Linked DNA regions of Oryctolagus cuniculus: region 2 is linked to region 1. Evidence: chromatin contacts called from public Hi-C data. All regions are on one chromosome and are shown on one strand. Each heading gives the region's core, a stretch centred on a gene start, on an enhancer-like site or on the middle of the called end of the contact. The rest is flanking DNA. Distances are from core to core; before and after follow the strand shown. Region 1 overlaps FADS3 (fatty acid desaturase 3). Region 2 overlaps FADS1 (fatty acid desaturase 1).

Region 1 (6,794 bases), core at 1,196-3,695:
CGCCCCAGCCCTGCTCCTGCACTCTGCTGCCCCCCTTGCAGTTGGGCCTCCGCTGCTCACCCTGGTGAACTTCGAGGTGGAGAATCTGGCGTACATGCTGGTGTGCATGCAGTGGTCGGTGAGTGGGGGATGCTGGGGACCCCAGGCGTGCAGCTGGGATGGCAGGAGGTGGAGTGTGGGAGCATGACTCGCACATAGGGGTGCACATGATGTGTGTGCAGGGAGGGCAGGTGTAACATGGTGTGTGTGCAGAGAGGGCAGGTGTGCACATGGTGTGTGTGCGCAGGGGAGGGCAGGTGTGCACATGGCTGTGTGTGCAGGACAGGGCAGGTGTGCACATGGTGTGTGTGCAGGGAGGGCAGGTGTGTGCATGCCTGTGTGCAGGGGAAGGCAGGTGTGCACATGGTGTGTGTGCACAGGGGGAGGGCAGGTGTGCACATGGTGTGTGTGCACAGGGGGAGGGCAGGTGTGCACATGGTGTGTGTGCAGGGGAGGGCAGGTGTGCACATGGTGTGTGTGCAGGGGAAGGCAGGTGTGCACATGGTGTGTGTGCAGGGGAGGGCAGGTGTGCACATGGTGTGTGTGCAGGACAGGGCAGGGGTGCACATGGTGTGTGTGCAGGACAGGGCAGGTGTCACATGGTGTGTGTGCAGGACAGGGCAGGTGTGCACATGGCGGTGTGTGCAGGACAGGGCAGGTGTCACATGGTGTGTGTGCAGGATAGGGCAGGTGTGCACATGGGGTGTGTGCAGGACAGGGCAGGTGTGCACATGGTGTGTGTGCAGGACAGGGCAGGTGTGCACATGGTGTGTGTGCAGGGGAGGGCAGGTGTGCACATGGTGTGTGTGCAGGGGAGGGCAGGTGTGCACATGGTGTGTGCACAGGGGGGGGCAGGTGTGCACATGGTGTGTGTGCAGGATAGGGCAGGTGTGCACATGGTGTGTGTGCAGGACAGGGCAGGTGTGCACATGGTGTGTGTGCAGGGGAGGGCAGGTGTGCACATGGTGTGTGTGCAGGGGAGGGCAGGTGTGCACATGGTGTGTGTGCAGGGGAGGGCAGGTGTGCACATGGTGTGTGCACAGGGGGGGGCAGGTGTGCACATGGTGTGTGTGCAGGACAGGGCAGGTGTGCACATGGTGTGTGTGCAGGACAGGGCAGGTGTGCACATGGCTGTGTGTGCAGGGGAGGTCCGGTGTGTACATGATGTGTGTGCAGGGAAGGGCAGGTGTGCACATGGTGTGTGTGCAGGGGAGGGCAGGTGTGCACATGGTGTGTGTGCAGGGGAGGGCAGGTGTGCCTGTGCAGAAGGCGGGCCCACAGGGTCATGCCGTAGGTCTCTTGGTGATGGTATTTTCTCTGGGGACATTGCTGGGCCACCTCTGCCAGGCAGCTATGTTCCCCACCACCACCACGTGCACACTCTGCACAGCCTGATGACCTCCATTGTCAGCCCGTGAGCTAGCAGAGCAGGGACCCTGTCCTGTTGCCCGGCGAGGGGCAGGAGGCTGTCCCAGGCTCTGAGGCAGGGGAGGCAGGGGAGGGTGGATGGTCCCAGCTTCCCTCCTGCCTCCCTAGCCCCAGGATCCTGGCTACCTGGGGCCACTCAGCATTGCCTGTGCCTCTGCAGGACCTGCTCTGGGCTGCCAGCTTCTACTCCCGCTTCTTATTGTCCTATGCCCCCTTCTATGGCGTTCCTGGGGCACTGCTCCTCTTTGTCGCTGTCAGGTATGGCCAGAATTGGGGGGGACGGAAAGTGGGGGGGATCACACTGGCAGTGGGTGCCCTGACCACAGCCCTCCCCAATGAGTCTCCATCTCCCCTTCTGCCTCCCGGGGCTGTGGGGATGATCAGTCAGCCAGGGGCATGGGGCGTGGCAGGACCCTGGGGTTGGTGGACCTGGGGAAAGCAGCCTGGCTCGCAGGTGGTGCTACCCCCGTGAGCTGGGCTGCGCTGGGCTCAGTCTCACAGTGGACACTGCTCCGTTCAGCTTCTTTAAACCCCAGGGAGGGAGTAACTCCGCAGTCCCATTGTGCACGTGTGGAAGCTGAGGCCCGCTTTGGGGGACACCCACACTCCAGCCTCACTGGCAGTGCCTGCATGGTGAGCTGGACATGGGGCAGTGCCTGAGCCTCCCCTACAGGGTCCTAGAGAGCCACTGGTTCGTGTGGATCACACAGATGAACCACATCCCCAAGGAGATTGGCCACGAGAAGCACCGGGACTGGGCCAGCTCTCAGGTGGGTGGCAGGGGGAGGGCATCCTGGTGGTGGTGTTCCAGTGGGGGGCCGTTCTGGGGGTGCCGTGGGGTCAGGGCTTCAGGCCAGCCTCCCTCATCTGTACCCCGCCTGGCCCTGGCAGCTGGCGGCCACCTGCAACGTGGAGCCCTCACCCTTCAATGACTGGTTCAGCGGACACCTCAACTTTCAGATCGAGCACCAGTGAGTGGGGGCTGCGCCCCGGGGGCCAGGGGCCGGACCCAGAGCCCCAGTGAGTGGGGGCTGCGTCCCGGGGGCCAGGGGCCGGACCCAGAGCCCCTTTGTCATGGAGAGTCCTGGGGGAGGTGGCGTGGGGGCCGGGTCTCCTTCTCAGCTGCCCGCCCGCCCTCTCCCCAGCCTCTTCCCCACCATGCCAAGGCACAACTACCGCAGGGTGGCCCCGCTGGTGAAGGCGCTGTGTGCCAAGCACGGCCTCAATTACGAGGTGAAGCCCTTCCTCACCGCCCTGGTGGACATTGTCGGGTAAGGCTGCGCCCGGCTCCCGGCGCCCACAGGGGTCCCTGGCTAAGAGCTGGCATTTGCGGCCCTCCTGGGCGGGCTGCTGGTCCGCCCTCAGCCGCCACGCCCCCTCCCCCAGCACCTGTCTGCACAGTGAGAACGCAGGGAGCTCTGACAGACACAACAGGGAGTGCAGGTCAGGGTCCGCTGAGATTCCAGCAGGGGACCAGAAAACAAGCAGTTAAAAAAAAAAAAGAAGGAACTTACAGAAAATCTGAGAAGGGTTTACAGGTAACAGTAAAAACCCTAAGAGTGGGGGGCAGATGAGGGGTGCCCTGGCTGAGAGAGTGGCGGGCTGGGTGGGACCCAGAATCTGACATGTGAGCAGAGACGGGCAGGAGGAGAGAGGCTGGCCGTGGGGGCACCTGGTAGAGGACAGAGCAGTGCCAAGGCCCTGAGGCAGGACAGGGACTGCCTGGCTGGCATTTCTGGGAGATGCTCTGAGTGGGAGACAGGTCGGATTCTGGATCTTGCAGCTCCGTGCCTTTGCATGGCCCCTTCCCTTGGCTGCCTTTCTGCAGAGTTTATGCTCAAACTCCCGCTGCGGTTTTACCATCCTTGCCGGCCTGATGTCTGTGCCCCTGCCGCAGGCACTGTCCTGTTAGAGCGCCAGGCGGTGATGGATATTTGTGGTTTCTCTGCCTGAATGAGCTCCTGGTGGGCAGATTCCGTGTTCCCTGGGTCGCAGGGCCCAGTGTGTGGGAGGGGGCAGTGGGGAGAACTGAGTGAAAGATGGGCAGGTTCACCCAGGCTCAGGCCTGGACTTGGCCTTGGCTGCCCCCCGACACTTCTCTCCTTATCCCGACCCCCCAGTTTGGGGGTCCACCATGGCCAATGAGCACCTGGCCGCCTCTCCCATCCACACCCCAGCTGCACAGGGGCTGGAGGTGTCGCCACATGCTCATCACGGGGCTGCAGGAGGAGTGCTGGTCTCCTAACACCTACCCGCCTCCCAGGTCCCTGAAGAAGTCTGGCGACATCTGGCTGGACGCCTACCTCCACCAGTGAAGGCAGCGCCCAGGTGGGCAGAGAAGGGGTAAGGGCCCAGGGCCCCAGCAGCCGCCAGGCCGGTGGGCAGAACGACAGCCCCGTCCCACCTGACCCCAGCTGCGGGTGCCCTGCCAGCACTCCTGTCTCTGCTGTCTTCCCCTCGGCCCCTCCTCACCTGTCTGCTCCGCCTCCCCACGGCCAGGCCAGGGCTCAGGGGCCCAGCAGGACCGGGGGCAGGGAGGGGGGGTGAGCATGGCATGTTTTCCTAGAGCAAGAATTGGGGGAAAACTGTTATTTTTCTATAAAAACAAAGCCAGAGATGTGACAGAGGAGTGTATTGACTTTGCATGCATTTGGGAGCTGGAGCCTGCCCTGGCCTCCCCAGAGGCGTTGGGGCTCAGGGCCATGAGGGTGTGTGGAGGTTGGGGGGGTGTGTGGCTGGGGAGCTCTCCCACCCTCACTGGGGGCTGTGGGTGGGCAGCGGGCAGCTGCCCCTGCCCGGGTCCTCCTGAGGGCCCGGTTACTCCCTGGCAAGCTGGCCTCACAGACCCCCTCTGCTTGGTGGGCCAGGGACAAGGGCCACCCCTGCGGGAACCTCCAGTGCATGGGACGGGCAAGCCGCTGTCTCTGGACAGGCACCAGCGTCCTCGGCAGCCCTCTGCAATGGGGGCCTCCGAGGGCACCAGCCCACCTCGGTGCCACGCCCAGCATCACACGGGTAGCCCACAAGAGGAGGCTCCCATCTCTCCCCATGCCCACCTGCGCCAGGTGCTTGTCTGTCTGCAGTTGCCGCAGTAGATAAGTGGACCCCCCCACCAGGGGTGGCTGTTCCGTCCCTCCGTGCCTGGAGGCTGGGACCTGCCCCAGCTGGCCAGCATCCTTGGGCAGGAACAGTGCCCTTCTCCCGGCCTCAGCCTCCTCTGGATGTGCGTGCAGTTGGACTGTGCCCTGGGGTTTGGAGAACTGGGGAGGCACTCTGAGTTGCTTCCTGGGGTTGGGGTGTGTCGATGGTGGACGAAGGGCTGCCGGGCTGCTGGGCCCCTCTCCCGTTGGCACCCACACGGCAGCAGGTTCCGGTGAAGACACCGGGCCGCTCAGACAGCAACACAGCGAAGACTGAAAGGCCTTTCCCAGGGAGCCGGTGGGCTCTGCAGCCATGGGGACCACCCTGCTCTTTATCCGGGCTCCCGTTGCTCTGCACTGGGTTCCGCTCCGGACAGCAAAAGGGCACAAATCTCGCGATTCTTGTGAACCCCTCCTGGAGCCCAGCACCCACAGGGAAGCGGCTGGGGGAGCTGTCCAGGCGGCCACCACAGCCCAGCCCTGCCACAGAGCCACCATGACGGCCACCACGAACTTCTCCCCCCCTGGGCCAGCTAGCAAGCTCCTCGGAGCCAAAGGCCATCAGGAGAGTCCTTGTCACCAGATGCTGGCTGGGGCCAGGGTTCCCATGACAACCCCTGAGTTACTGACTCACTTGTCACTGGAGATCGCATGCGTTTCCCCAGGGGACGGCAGGGAGACTGGGTGCTGTGCTTTCCCTTCCCTGGATCAGAAAACCAGGGAGGGGGGCTCCGCACAGCTCACGCCCTCCCCCAGGCCTGCCAGCCCGAGCCTCTCTGGGCAGAGCTGGGGTAGCGGAGGGTGGCAGCCCCTTTGGCTTGGCCGTAACTAGGGGCTTGCCCTCCACCAGGGACCCCTGATGGAGTTCTACCCCTTCCTTTCTGGAGTCAGGTGGATTTGGGTGGGGGTTGGGGGGTGAGGGTTGCAGAGTCGAGTCCTCTTCCTTTGCCAGGACTCAATGCTGTGTGACCTGGGGAAGTTGCTGAACCTCTCTGAGCTGTGGCCCCACCGCCTAGAGTGCTGGAAGGTAAAAAGGTGCTGCACGGAGGGCTCTTAGCCAAGGGCCCAGCAGTGGGGCTCAGTTCACTCGCAGGTTTTATGCATACTGTCCAGTGCTCCGGGGTCAGTGCTGCCTCTGTGAACAGGGACACGCCTTTTGACAGTTTCATCCTGAGACTGGCATATGCCAGGGCTGTGCCCCCTGTTCAAGGTCTCTGAACAGGCTGTTCCCGCTGCTCGAAATCCCCCTTTCCTGTCCTGCTGGCTCAGCCCATGCCCTGGCAGTCAGCGAGTTCCTGCAGTGGCTCCGATAAGCCTATTAGGGCGATGATAACACCAAGGACTCCTCCCGCCCCGCACCCCGCACCTCCCACCCTGCGGGTCCGCCGAGCGTGCGGCGCCACCTAGGGGCTGCCGGAGCCCGTGTGCAGCCTGGGAGGACGGGCTGTGCTCCATGCCGCCCCTGGTGGTGGCCACGGGGAAGACGCCCTCCTGTCGCGAGCAACTTGCTTAAAGCAGTCTTGGGGAGGCCAGCACCGGCAGGCCATCTTTGCTCTTTCCCACCACGGCCCCTACCGCACTCCAGAGCTTGGCTCCCCCTCCTCTCTGGATTTCCTCTACAGACACCTAACACAGGCCAGGAAGAGAGGGAGGCCTTGACAGAAGCTCTGTGTCCCTTCTTGGTTGTAGAAGCGTCTGGGGGCCAGAGGTAAAGCAGGACTAGGAGAGAAGCCACGACTTGCTCATTTGTTCCTTCAATCAACCCACATCTGCTGTCTACCCTGGGACGGATCAGGCACCTGCTGGGAGGCGTCCTCCATAACCAGCCCTTGCTGGGAGTGGCAGGCAGGCGGGGGAGGGGGAGGGCACGTACAGCAGGTGCTGGTCCTCCCGCACTGTCCTGGAGCACCCCCCTGCCAACCCCCAGGCTTAGCCCTGAGTTCCTGGGGTCCTCCCGCACTGTCCTGGAGCACCCCCTGCCACCCCCAGGCTTAGCCCTGAGTTCCTGGGGTCCTCCCGCACTGTCCTGGAGCACCCCCCTGCCAACCCCCAGGCTTAGCCCTGAGTTCCTGGGGTCCTCCCGCACTACCCTGGAGCACCCTGTCACCCCCAGGCTTGGCCCTGAGTTCCTGGGGTCCTCCCACACTACCCTGGAGCACCCCCCTGCCAACCCCCAGGCTTGGCCCT
Region 2 (6,794 bases), core at 1,178-3,677, 140 kb after region 1:
AAAGCCTTCCAGTGACTTCTCATTGCCATTGAACTAAAACCCAGACTCCTTAGTGAGGCCTCACTGGGACTTCCTAAGATCATATACTTTCTGGCCCCTGTCTGGTTTTCCTGGTCTTGAACATCACAAGAGCCTTGGTAAAGCCATTCCTTTGACTTTGAATGTTCCCCTGAATCTTTGCATTGCTGATCCTTCTCATGATTCAGGTCCAAGTTCAGATGTCAGCATCTAAGGGAGGCTAGACTGCTTCACTTCACCAAAACATCACTTGCTGTAATGTTTTCCTGGTGTTTTTTTTTTTTTTTTTTTTTTTTTTTTGACAGATAGAGCTAGACAGTGAGAGAGAGAGACAGAGAGAAAGGTCTTCCTTCCGTTGGTTCACTCCTCAAATGGCCGCCACAGCCAGCACTGCGCCAATCTGAAGCCAGGAGCCAGGTGCTTCCTCCTGGTCTCCCATGCGGGTGCAGGTGTCCAAGCACTTGGGCCATCCTCCACGGCCCTCCCGGGCCACAGCGGAGAGCTGGACTGGAAGAGGAGCAGCTGGGACTAGAACCTGGCGCCCATATGGGATGCTGGCGCCACAGGCGGAGGATTAACCAAGTGAGCCACGGCGCCGGCCCATGTTTTCCTGTTTTTAATCTGTAAATTACCTTGACCTCTATGTGGACTTACTACCAACTTCATCTTCTCAGGTTATAAGCTCCTGTGGGCAGGAACTTTGTATTGTTCACCTCTGAATCTTCAGTACTCAGAATAGGGCCTGGCACACAGTAGGATTTCCAGTAGTTGTTGAATGAACTCATGAATGTAGAAGGAATGCTTCCTTGAGATCGGCTCTCAATAAATGTCCTGGGGCCTGCATTGAGACACAGCGGGTTAAGCTGCTGCTTGGGGCACCCACATGCCTTCTCAGAGTGCCATTAGAGTCCTGGCTGTCTCTACGTCCTGCTGATGTACCAGTGGTTGATGGCCCAAGTACTTGGCTCCCTGCCACCAACATGGGAGAGACCTGGATGGAGTTCCTGGCTCCTGGCTTCGGCCTGGCCCAATCCTAGCTGCTGGGATATTTAGAGAACGAACCAGCAGATGGAAGGCCAACCTCCTCTCCTTCCCTTCTTCCCTCCCCTTAGTTCTCCCTGTTTCTTCCCTCTCCCTGTCACCCTGCCTTTCAAGTAAACAATCTCCTTTTTTAGAAACAAGTCGTGAACACAGCAGGTGGGTGCTGAGAGGATGCGCCAGCATTCTGCTGTGGGTTCTGTGCTCCTCCTCAGCCCTGGGGATGCAGGAGAGGAGGCGTGGAGTGAGACAGCAGAGCTTCAGTGTCAGGTTTCTGTGAGCCACGCTGGGGTTCTATGCTGGCCGGTTGACCTGGAAGTTCCAGCTTATCTCTTCAGCAGCTACACTTACAACCACCAACCACCAGGGAGAACTTTGCCAGAACCTTCAGATCTCGAAGTTGTTCTTGGTATCCTTTGCACAAACATGCTAAGCACAGCATAGCTGGCAAGGAATTTTTATTTTAAAGATTTATGTATTTATTTATCTGGGAGGCAGAGTGACAGACAGCGAGAGGGAGAGAGAGAGGTCTTCCATCTGCTGGTTCACTGCCTAAATGGCCAGAAGAGCTGGAGCTGGGCTGATCCAAAGCCAGGAGCCAGGAGCTTCTTTTGGGTCTCCTGCGTGGGTGCAGGGGCCCAATCACTTGGGCCATCTTCTGCTACTTTCCCAGGCCATAGAAGAGAGCTGCATCCAAAGAAAACCAGCTGGGACTTGAACCAGCGCCCATATGGGGTGCCAGTGATGCAGGCGGAGGCCTAGCACACTGTGCCACAGCGCCAACCCTGGGATCTTTGTAAAGTTCATGTTGAAGTCAGGAGACCAGAAGATTTTGGGGGCTGGGGCAGTTAGAGGCTGGACATAGAGGGAGTAGTTTCCTGTCTAGGGGTGAAAATAGTTTTCCATGGAGACTCTGAAAGGTACCACATGGGAGGAAGGAAGACGGCAGTGGGGCTTGGGCCTGGAATTCGTATGACAGAGGTATTGGAGCAACACAGGAGTCTTGAGGACTTGGAGACTCTGTGTTGTGCACAGCCTCTTCTGGACGTGGACCACTGAGCTACAGGCCTTGGCAGATTCCACAGATGCAGCCCATGGCTTCGTGTTCCCTGTGCTGGAAGTAAGGCTGGGCCTGCTAGGAGCTTCCAGTAGCACTTCTAAGCTTATAGCTCCTGCAGTAGGCCTAAACTTCTGAGCAGGGAGAAGCCAAGGTCGTAAGGGGGAAGAGGCAGCTATTAATGCTGACTTGCTTGCTCTTTTCACAGCTTGGGAAACAGAAGAAAAAGTACATGCCATACAACCATCAGCACAAGTACTTCTTCCTGAGTGAGTGTCTGGAACCAACCCAGGAGTTGCTGCACGGGGGGGTGCTGAAGGGGTGTGAGGCGGAAGCCACTCTTCCAAGGGACTGTGGTATTCTCGGGCAAAGTGCAGAGAAAGGACTCTGCCCCCAGACTTGGTTCCTCACTGTATGGGCACAGTTTGCCATCGCTGCTGAGCAAAGCTGACCATTAGGCTAATGTTGAATTAAAAGGCCTTGAGATTGTGGCAGACCAGCTCCCGCAACCCCAGTGTCAACGCCTTTTAATTGACTCAGAATCTGCCTGGTCAGGTGGGGCTTTCCTAATTAAGCTTTCGTCTTCAGCTTCGGAGATCTGGGTCAGAGTGACCTGGCGGGCCCAGTTCAGCCCCCTGGGAGAACGAGAGTACAAACAGCTGTGGGCGGGAGGCCTGAGGAGGCAGTGAAGGAGCTGCTGAAGCCAGATGTCCCTTGGCTGTCTTATACACTTTCTGAAGACTGCTTTAAAAGTCTTCCCCTAATGCTTCAATGTGGAGCTTTAAACTCCGTAAAATTTCAAATCGCTAAAGGCAGGGAGGGAGGAAGTCCTGTGATCCACTTTGGTTTGAAGTTTATCGTAACTGCCTCTTCCCAACTACCCCTTCTAAAGAAAGGTGGACAGGACGGGAGGGCGGAGCAGACTTCCTGAAGAAGGAATTTTAGAGTCCTGGGCCTGGAGATAGAGGAGCCACGGTAGGCTCTGCAGGAGGTCACAGGTAACCGCAAGGTACTGCAGAGAAAGGATAAGAGAAGGAAATGGAATCCACTTCTTCAGTTCATAGTTTTCTTTGAAAAGTCCCTCTGTTCCTTCTTACAGCCGACCTCTAGGGCTTGAGGTTGGGGTTGCACAGGCCCACACCCTCCCCCCACCCCACGTCCAAGGAGGTGGGCTCAGCCTGTGAAGGGTCCCTAGGATCCTGCTGAACACACACCTTCCTGCCCCCGTTTCTGCACCTGCATGGTGGAGCAGCCAGGAACACAGGGCAGATGACAGGAGGGGCAGGCTGGGGGCCAAGAGGAAGGCCTGGGGCAGGATACAGCGTGTCCAGTGCAACACCCGGAAGTGCCCTTTTCAAGGCACGGGAGCAGAGCACATTCCCCCGCTGCCCTCTTCCCTGGAGAAGAATGTCACTCCCACCCCTTGCCCTCCCTGGCATCCCCAGGCTGACACCCACAGCCACCTTCACTGCCTGCTGGTGTCAGGGGCTTGCAGGGTGCTGAGGCAGTTGGAGGGGCCACAGGAGGGGATGGCAGAGGAGGTACCCCCTACCAGAAGCTGTCTCCCCACCACTCACTGCCACTGCTCATGCCTCCTGTCTCTGTCTCTCTCCCAGTTGGGCCCCCAGCCTTGCTGCCTCTCTACTTCCAGTGGTATATTTTCTATTTTGTTTTCCAGCGGAAGAAGTGGGTGGTGAGTACCCTTGGCCCCAGAGTTACACATCCAGTTGTCTGGGGAGGGGAAGGGATCTCCCAAGGGAAGCGGAGACTGACTCCAGGCCTAATTTAGAGCAGAGCAATGGAACCAGGTGTAGATCCTTATCTCTGGGTAGGGCGGAGTGACAGGGCTCAGCAGGCAGCCTGGCCTTAGTCCCTGGTTGCCTACAGCCAGTGTTTCCTGAGGCTCTTGTGCTGGGCATGAAGCCAGGGAAGAGGGAGATGAACCCACTCTCAGCAAACTTGATGAAGCTGACCGTGGTTGATCCCTTAAGAGGTACGGGCAACAGGTTGTGGGGATCCCAAAAGGGCCCTGTGGCTGCCGTTTTGAAATTGCTTTTCTAGCTGGCCTTGGAGGACAGGCAGAGAGAGGTTGGGGAGGGGGAGGATGAAGTGAGCGGAGAGGCTAGGAAGTAAGGGGTAAAACAGGCCACCAGACACATTGTGTGTCAGGGCAAGAGTATGGTGCTTGGTTCGGTGTACGAAGAGGGTTTAGAGATTTGGTTGGGCTGAGCCGTGGTCCTGAGCATGTGGCAGCAAGCAGGGTTTAGATGGGTTGGGGAGGAGCTGGAGGTGGGGAGGCCCCGGATGGGTCTTGTTCCTTATAAAGGTGAGAGGCCACGAGGGCCAGGGGTAGTAGAAAGGGACAGGGGCACTGGGTATCACAGGGCGGGGCAGCTGAGTGTTGCAGTCGGGTACCTGCAGGACTGTGCCAGGTGCAGAAACAGGCGCAGTGAAAGGTAAGAGCTGCTTTGTGGCAGTTGTGCCCTCCGCCTTTGCCGCTGCAGGACTTGGCCTGGATGGTCACCTTCTACGTCCGCATCTTCCTCACATACGTGCCGCTGTTGGGGCTGAAAGGCTTCCTGGGCCTTTTCCTCATTGTCAGGTAGAATTCGGTGGGGGTGTGGGCCTGGGGGCAGCAGCAGGGGTTTGGGAGTTGGTGTGGAGGGTAGACGGGGAATGAGAGCCCTGGGCTCTGCCTGTACTCTTTTGGTGTGTGTGCTTTGGACAACAGGTTCCTGGAGAGCAACTGGTTTGTGTGGGTGACACAGATGAACCACATCCCCATGCACATTGATCATGACCAGAACAAGGACTGGGTTTCCACCCAGGTAAGGCACGGTTGCCTGGAAGATCCCAGCATGACACAACTAATGAAAAAGATGGAAGAGGTAGTGATATATATTTTTTAAAAAAAAAAAAGGCCCCCAAACAGCATTGCCTCATCAGCTTGAGGCTTGTCTCCTGCCGCCACGTGAAGGGAATGACTAGGGATGACCCCACACCCTGTACTTGGAGGAGGCTGGGCTGGCTCAGGGACATGCTCTTCTCTGACCTCCAGCTCCAGGCCACGTGCAACGTCCACAAGTCCTTCTTCAACGACTGGTTCAGTGGGCACCTCAACTTCCAGATCGAGCACCAGTGAGTGGGATGGCTGGGGAGGCCAGATCCCAGGGGCGTGGGGGGGTGTCAAGTGAGGTGGGCAAGGAGCAGGCGGGACAGCAGGAGCCACCGACTGTCCTCTTCTCTCTCGAGTCTCTTCCCCACGATGCCCCGGCACAACTACCACAAAGTGGCGCCCCTGGTGCAGTCCTTGTGTGCCAAGCACGGCATAGAGTACCAGTCCAAGCCCCTGCTCTCAGCCTTTGCCGACATTGTCCAGTGAGTATCTGGGCCCAAGAAGGGCACTGTAAGTGGGGGAAAGGGTAGGGCGAGGAGAAAGGTGACAAGCGTATGTGGGAAACATAAAGGTTTCCCAGTCTGGAGTGGAGGTGACCATGGCCCAAGCTACCTTTTCAAGAAGTGGAGGGGGAGGAAAGCCACTATAAAAGGACAAAGGTCTTGAAGCCCAGGGCTGCAGCGCCGTCACTCCTGCACCGGCTGCCTCCCTCACCATCTGCCCCTCTTCTGTCCTGCAGCTCTCTGAAGGAGTCGGGGCAGCTCTGGCTGGACGCCTATCTTCACCAATAAACACCAGCTCCCCCTCCCGTCGGGAAGAAAAGAGGAGGACCCTGGAGCCAATGCCAGGGAGCTTAAGGGACAATGCCACTAACAGTTCTCATATTCAGAGGGGGTGGGTTTGGGGACAGAAAGGCTCATACTCTTCCCCTTCATCTTCTAGGTGTAAAGGCCCAAGCAGGGGTCCGGGGAGACGTGAGCCCCCAGGAGGAAGGAAGGTGCTGCTGGGGCAGGGGAATGAGTTTTGTTTCCTTTCTCTAGCTTGATGGATGCAGGATGCTTGGTGAGCAAAAGGTAACCAGGAGGTCATTAAAAAGGGGAGAGACTTAACACTAAAATTCCACTCAGATTAAGGGGAACTCACCTTACTGGCCCACTTCTCAGCAGCCTTCCCGGGCTCCAGGCAGTGCCTGGAGTGCAGCCCCAGGGGTACGACCTGTGTCCGTCCCAGGCCGCTGGGAAAAGCCTTGTTTGTTTCCCAAGTGGCCCAGAAGGTCTCTAGCACCACGGATTGTGGTCTCATGTTCCACCCAGAGTCTGAAGGGAATATCAGGCCCTACCTCCCTGTGGTTTCCTTTTGCCTCCCAACCTGTAATCTGAAGTTTAAGAAAGTGATTATTAGCACAAGTGACCAAATTGGGAGATAGGTGTTACCAGCCAAGAGGAAGGACACGAGTTCAGGCAAAGTACAAGGCTATGAGCAGGAACTCTAACCTAGACAGCACTGCCTTGGAGCAGCAGCAGTGGCTTGGAGACGATTGCTTCACAGTTCTAAATCCAGATAGGAAGATTCAAGTTTGTCGTCGTTGCTGTAGTTACGCTTCTTACTCTGTCCTGTCTTGTTTGGGTATCTTACGCTCCTGGAGACCAGATAGGAATTTAGGATAAATTCTTAAAATGCATATCAGTCTAACGGAAACAATTTTCTAACCTCATGGTTCTGAAGAGTTTCCTGCATCTCTTCAGAGAGCAAACATAGGAATAAGGCCTGGGGATCTTGTCTGAA

Evidence for each region. A called contact is a pair of places that touch in the nucleus more often than the background predicts.
Region 2: a contact with region 1 is called in a Hi-C map of an unstated tissue, with 2.3 times the contacts expected there. The contact joins two enhancer-like sites. A contact is called at or near these places in 2 of 6 Hi-C or Micro-C datasets (ear pinna and an unstated tissue).

What each region holds. Positions count from the first base shown.
Region 1 is chr1:10,289,191-10,295,984 of mOryCun1.1, forward strand. FADS3 (fatty acid desaturase 3) reads left to right here. Exons shown (of 12, transcript XM_070069679.1): 7 at 42-118; 8 at 1,628-1,725; 9 at 2,141-2,237; 10 at 2,359-2,438; 11 at 2,613-2,738; 12 at 3,731-4,089. The coding sequence ends at 3,782. Among named protein-coding and RNA genes, the nearest start is that of FADS3, 15 kb to the left of the region's middle. Within about 2 kb of position 2,446, at least 1 of the 8 cell types and tissues checked has an H3K27ac peak or open chromatin away from gene starts, as enhancers often do.
Region 2 is chr1:10,428,339-10,435,132 of mOryCun1.1, forward strand. It overlaps FADS1 (fatty acid desaturase 1), which reads left to right. Exons shown (of 12, transcript XM_008274405.4): 6 at 2,322-2,382; 7 at 3,730-3,806; 8 at 4,618-4,715; 9 at 4,845-4,941; 10 at 5,172-5,251; 11 at 5,366-5,491; 12 at 5,749-6,794. The coding sequence ends at 5,800. Among named protein-coding and RNA genes, the nearest start is that of FADS1, 9.8 kb to the left of the region's middle. Within about 2 kb of position 2,428, at least 2 of the 8 cell types and tissues checked have an H3K27ac peak or open chromatin away from gene starts, as enhancers often do.